Regions from separate parts of the Rattus norvegicus genome. Here region 1 is linked to region 2. Evidence: chromatin contacts called from public Hi-C data. All regions are on one chromosome and are shown on one strand. The core of a region is the stretch at or near the end of the contact, and the rest is flanking DNA. Distances in the headings are between cores, read along the strand shown. Region 1 overlaps Zfp362 (zinc finger protein 362). Region 2 holds the start of Tlr12 (toll-like receptor 12).

The links. Hi-C and Micro-C count contacts between places; a contact is called where the count stands out from the background.
Region 1: a Hi-C map of the A7r5 cell line shows a contact between it and region 2, with 5 times the contacts expected there. The contact joins the enhancer-like site here to the promoter of Tlr12 in region 2. A contact is called at or near these places in 7 of 12 Hi-C or Micro-C datasets (the A7r5 cell line, Schwann cells, frontal cortex and 2 more) and 1 of 1 datasets of contacts at active chromatin or transcription factors (oligodendrocytes).

The regions. Positions count from the first base shown.
Region 1 is chr5:146,406,033-146,409,233 of GRCr8, forward strand. Zfp362 (zinc finger protein 362) reads right to left here. Exons shown (of 8, transcript NM_001191612.1): 6 at 1,816-1,894; 7 at 1,529-1,687. Among named protein-coding and RNA genes, the nearest start is that of Zfp362, 19 kb to the right of the region's middle. Within about 2 kb of position 1,504, at least 38 of the 93 cell types and tissues checked have an H3K27ac peak or open chromatin away from gene starts, as enhancers often do. A contact at or near this core is called in the A7r5 cell line, Schwann cells and kidney, where this site is marked.
Region 2 is chr5:146,247,297-146,250,299 of GRCr8, forward strand. It overlaps Tlr12 (toll-like receptor 12), which reads right to left and starts at 1,268. Exons shown (of 1, transcript NM_001108682.1): 1 at 1-1,268. The coding sequence starts at 1,268.

The DNA of each region.
Region 1 (3,201 bases), core at 254-2,753, 160 kb after region 2:
TGTGGCTGCGGGCTTTGAAGTCTTAGATATTCAAGCTAGGCCTAGTGTGGCATTCACTTCTGCTGCCTACAGATTAAGATGCAGAACTCTCAGCTCCTCCTCTAGCACCATGTCTGCCTGCGTGCCACCATGCTTCCCGCCATGACGATAACGGACTGAACCTCTCTGAACTGTAAGCCAGCCCCAGTTAGCCGTTCTCCTTTGTGATTGTTGCTGTGGTTATGGTGTCTCTTTGAAGCAATAAAGCCCTAACTAAGACACAGGATAATACAGGAATATTACTTGGGTCTTGCTCTTTAAAAATAAAAATTCTATAAATAAAAACACGGCATTGACAAATGACTATTCCCACGCCCTCTGGGTATTGGACAACAGGGCCTTTGGGAAAGGGGCTATAAAGATATCGTGAGTGTGTTTCTAAAAGGAGCCATGGCCCTTAGAGACAGAAAGCTTTTTGCAAACAAAATGATAGGATGTTTGGATTTTGCTACAGAGAGCAGGGGCTGAGGACAGTCAGCAACCTGCATGATGAGCAAACACGAGGACCCGGGATGAAACCGTGATATCCAGAAGCCAAAACAAACCCTTCATCTTCTAAATCAACTGTCTGAGACCGTGACAGAAAGTTAGTATGTGTCCCTTCCTCAGAGGACCTTATTTGGACCGTCCCCCAACTTTGTCTCCTCAGACTCTTTACTGTCTTTCAAAACACTGGTTCCCAACTGAAAAGGGGCTGTCCCCTCCAGGGGACATACCCAGAGTCTCAGCACATTTCTGGTGATCTCATCTCCGAGAGGAGAGCTTGCTATCCGCATCCGGTGGGTAGACACAGAGGTTGCTTAACATCTTACCAGACATGAGGAAGTGTCCAGCCCCAGAGGGGCATCCTGCCCAGGGTTTCTGGGGCCAGTTCTGAGCAGTCAGTTCTGCTCTGAAACAGTAACCGCTACCTACCAGTAAAAGATCACTCGGTTACGGATTTAATCCCTGCTTGTGTCAGTAGTCCGACGGACTTGTGTTCTCTGACTCATTAGTGCATGACTCAGTGTCAAGTGGACAGTAAAGAATAAGTCACTGGCCTGTTGATACCTCCCTGTTAGCCAGCAGCCAGCCCTGTAAGTAGCCACTCCATAGCAGGAGGGGACAATGCCTGTGAACACTCACTCCATAGCAGGAGGGGACAATGCCTGTGAACACTCACTCCATAGCAGGAGGGGACAATACCTGTGAACACTCTTGGCTATGTGGCCTGTTGCCCGAACAGCCAAAGGGCTAGAAGCGTGCACATAACTGACTTACCCGAGTACCCAAGGCTCTCTGGAGGGTTTTCCCACCCAAGAACCATCTCTGGTCCCCTTTCCCTGAAGGATTGGTGTCTCTGACGATGGTACTGTGCCCCCTGCTGGACTTGGCAGGGACTGCAGCTGCACCAAGTAGGAAGGAACTCTGCACTCCTGGGCTAAGAGAATCCCAGGCCCACAGCCCTGCCTCTAGGCTCTGGAACTTGGTGCCAGGCAGCAGGACTCACCGAGGTGTAGGCCCGCCCGCACATGCTGCAGCAGTAGGCCTTGGCGTGCTTGATGGCATGGGCGGAGAGGTGGATCTGGAGGGAGGCGGAGTCTGAGTAGGCCCGGTAGCAGTTGGGACATTTGTAGGGCTTGTCCTTATTGTGCTGACGCTGGTGAGACTGTAGAGAACGTGACAAGGGGATGTGAGGCGCTGACTGTACCCCACCTCCCACCCCTTTCTCGGGCCCCTGGAATGGGGGCCGCAGCTGGGAGTGGGGGTGGCGTGGGATGGCAGGCAGGCACTCACCTGGAGGTTGGAGAGTTGAGTGAAAGCCTTTTCGCAGCCAGGATGTGGGCACTTGTAGGGTCTGTCGCCTGTGTGGATTCTGCAAGAGCAGGCCCAGTGAGGGAGTTACCCCTGCCACACCCCCACGGCAGTCCCAGCAGAGCCCTTGCCTGGTCACAGCTAGACCTTTGCTGCCAAGTACCTCTCTCCCCAGCCCCCACTCACTTTCTGTGGTGGTCGACAGTAGACCCCAAATAAGAGCTAGGGCCTACAACGGCCACCGGCATCCCTCTCTGGACTCTGTGGCTGGTCTGAACACAGTTTCCCACTCCCCCAATTCCCTGTGGCACCCTACAGTGTGGCTGTTTTCTTGGCTCCCTCTATGAGAGCTAGACCTCTCTGGGTTTTACCCCTGCCACCTCCCCAGAGTCTGATGTAAGCTCAGTAGACAGCTGGGGACTACAGACAGACGGAGGAGGCTCCTAGTCGCTAAAGTTAGCCACTGACAACAGAAATAAGATTCACATAAGATTCAGGCGTGCTGCTTGCCAGATGCTGCTGCTTGAGTGTGTTGGTTGGCTGACTAACATGGGTCCCTCCAGGGACTTAGATTCTTCCATAGAAATGCATCAAACCTCTCGACCAGCAAACCACCCCCTCCGGACACTGTCCATCCACATGTGCCAACTGTCCAGCTTACTCTGTGAGTCCTCAGCCTCAGTATCCTCCGACTTCAGCTATGATGTCATCCCTGGGGCCTGCCCTTGTCCGGTCCTGGCTCAGCAACCCCCACTATGGCCCTGTTTGTCTGGGACAGGGTCCCCGGCCCTTACCCTAGCGTTCACATTCTGCCTTCGTTTCTGGGTCCTCCTCTCTGTCCCGGCTTTCTGCATCACACTCCCTTCCCTGGCACACATACAGCCTCGAGCCTCAGGAAGGCCTTTGCTCTCTGGCTGGCACGTGGGGCCTTCAACACTCCCACATAGTCCCCTACCATACCTCTTTCATGGGCATGTCCACATACACTGGCCTTCTCACAGTGGAGTCATAAAAGGGATCCTCTTGGGCCAAGACCTGCCCCTACCACTGACTTATCGCTGTATGAGGCAGCCAGCTCAGGCCTACCTCAGAAAGAGATTCAAGGAGGAGCAGCCATTGGACAACGGACTGAACTGCCTGTCCCCACTACCTACAAAGGTCTCAGTTTCCAGCACTAAAATGTCAGACCGCGCCCATCACCGGGATCCTGTTCCTAGCATCTTCCCCCTAGCAGAGCTCCCAGCCTCTGTGCCCACATCTGTAAGATAGGAGGCTCAGTTTGACTTCAGCCAGTCCCTCTTCAAGTACAAGAAAATCCAGCAGAAACAGGTGTGCTGCTGGCCCCCAACCCCAGGATCCCAGCACCAT
Region 2 (3,003 bases), core at 18-2,517:
AGCAGGCTAAGGGTAGTCAATGCAGGCAGAGCAGCCAAACAGTTCTTCCCCAGGTTAAGCAGGGGGTTCCTATCCAGCTTCAAGGTCTCTAGTTGCTGTAGATCTTGGAACGGGTGCCCCTCCAGGGAAAGCAGCTGGTTGTCCTGAAGCAGCAGCTCTCGCAAGTGTGGTAAACAGGAGAAGGTGGCTGGAGGCAGGATGCGCAACCCATTGCCTGACAGATCCAGAGTTGAGAGTCCTGACACGTCTCCTGTCTCATTCATACACAGCATGGTGCTCTGTAGTTGGTTTCCGGCCAGGTTCAGTCTCCGAAGCCTAGGCATGGCAGCCAGAAAGCCTGGTGGCAGCTTAGTCAGTCCAGTGTCTGACAGACTCAAGGTCTCCAGGCTATGGCAGGAAGCCAGGGCCTCCTGAGATATATTTCCTATCTTGCTTCTGTCCACATTCAGGCCCTGCAGCTCAAAGTGGGCAGCAGTCTCAGCAGCCAGCTCGGCCGTGGCAGTCGGTGCATACAAAACATTGAGTTTCTGAAGTCCCAGGCCCTTCACTGCCCCAGCATCCAGTTGTGTTTTCCTCAGGTCCAGAATCTCCACCTGGAGACCCTGTAGGGACCCAGGAGTAGCCATCTTCAGCTTCTGGTTTAATGACAGATCCAACTTCTTCAGGGTCCACGAAGCCCTGGAGGAGGAATTTTGCACCAGATCTGGGAATATACCAGCCAGCTCTCCTGAGTCCTGAAGGCAACTGATTGTGACAGAGAGCCATTGCAGACTGGAAGGTAGACGGACACCTGCCTTCTTATTCAGACAGGGGCCACAGAAATGGAGTCTCTGGAGGGAAATCAGGTCACCAAAGGCATCAGGAGGTAGAAAGAGAGAGTTCTTTCCAGAAGGTTGGTCAACAAAAGAGAGGTTCCGTAACTGTCCCAGGCCCCGGAGAGCTCCTGGCAGGAGTCGGGTAAGGTGCAGATTCAGTCCCAGGAACTTGAGTCCAGGGAAAGCAGAGAAGGCATCCGGAAGCAGAGTAGACACAGAACCACTGAGGCAGAGCCCCTCCACATTCCGAGGCACAGCTTCCAAGGTCTGCGTCAGGTTGCTCACAGGGAAGCATGCAGCAAGAAAGGACAGCTTGGAGTAGTGGCAGAGTGTGAAATAGCGGGAGACCAGGGGCAGTTGGGAGCCTTCAGTCACCAGGCATTTGGGAGTGGTCCACCCTGTTACCAGAGGCAGTGAAAGGAGGAGACCGGGCAGCAGGAAGGACCTGCCCATCTCAAGGCCAGCAGAAACCGAGCAGAGAGGACTTCGGACTCCTACCCCTCCACACACGCACGTTGCCAATACTCACAACACTGACGGGATCTCATCCACCTCAGAGTACTTCAAGGTCTGGGAGCAGAGACAAAGGGTCTCGGGGCCTTCCACTGTAGAGGTTGGGAAGGGAGGAAGCAGACTTGGAGACATTTAGCACTGAGGTTCCAAGGGAGGGGAAAGAACCTACAGGAGCGAAGTAGAGGGATGTGGGTCTCACATGTCTGTTAGGAGAAGCAAACAGAGTTTCTTTTCTCCTTGTTGTTTTCTTTTTTACGTGTAGCCCAGGCTGTCCGTGAGCTCAATTTGAAAAGACTCCTTTGAACTTCTGGTTGCCTTACTTCCACCTCCCCAGTGCTGGCATTACGGCTGTGCACCACTAACTAGAACAGTACGCGGTGTGGTTAGAACCCAGGCTTCCCAGCCTGCTGGGCCAGCATGCAACTGAGCTACATCGCCATCCCCCCACCCCTCTGTAAGTAGAGCCTGGTCTGGCTTTGCACCACCCTCAAGAAAGGCATCTCCCTGGGGCTGGGGATTTAGCTCAGTGGTAGAGCGCTTACCTAGGAAGCACAAGGCCCTGGGTTCGGTCCCCGGCTCCGAAAAAAAAGAACCAAAAAAAAAAAAAAAAAAAAAAAAAAAGAAAGGCATCTCCCCTCTCTCTGAGCCTGTGTTCTCTGTCCTGTCCAAGCAGACCAACTCCAGCTTGCTGGGTAGGATTGCTGCAAACACAGATTCAAATCAGCATGGGGTTTTCGCCTTGTTACTTTCATTATGACTTCCTTGCTTTACTGACCCCCCCCCCCAAAGTTCTCGGATAAACACAAACGGGGATGTTTTATAAGCAAAAGAATGCATCGACATGATGCTGTCGTGGACCTCTTTTAGGCTCCTCCTGGAAAATCCCCAAAGGCATCAGTTTGACCTGAGAAGACTGGGTGTAGGGAGGGCTCCACCCCTGCTCTCTGAGGCTGGGGCAAGAAAGGAAAGGCCCCCACTTCCAGGACAGGGCTGGGTCCTAGGGAGGAATAGAAGGAGAAAGAAAGGAGCTTTGTGATCACCTCAAACTGCGAAGGAACGCATTCGGCACAAATCAACATCTGTTCATGATTTGAAAAACTAACAAACTCAGAGAGAAGGAGATCCCGTTAACTTCGAATGGCACAGCTCTCCGGGATCAACAAGACCACATCATCCTCAGCGCCTTCGACTTAAAGCTGGGAATAAGACAACTACGTTTCCGCTGAGTGTTAGAGTGGAGACTGAGAACGGCCAGGCAGATGAGAATGGTAGTTAAAGGTACTAAAAGAAGGAACACGGGGCTGGGGATTTAGCTCAGTGGTAGAGCACTTACCTAGGAAGCGGTGGGGGGGGGGGGATCTCGACACAATGGTCACCAAGGGTGGGATAAAAATCGCCCTCTGGCCGGTACACGTACCCACCCAACCCTTCACATACAAAATAAACAAAGGACAATTCAGGATCAATTGATGTGAAAGCTGGACCTGGTGACCCAGTCCTAACCTGACCTACTTGGGAGGCTGAAGCCTCTGGGCTACAGAATGCTGAGTTCAAGACCTGTCTGGGAAACGTAGTGAAACCCTGGCCCAAAACAAACAAATAAAAAAATCCGGGGTTGGGGATTTAGCTCAGCGGTAGAGCGCTTGCCTAGCGAGCGCAAGGCCCTGGGTTCGGT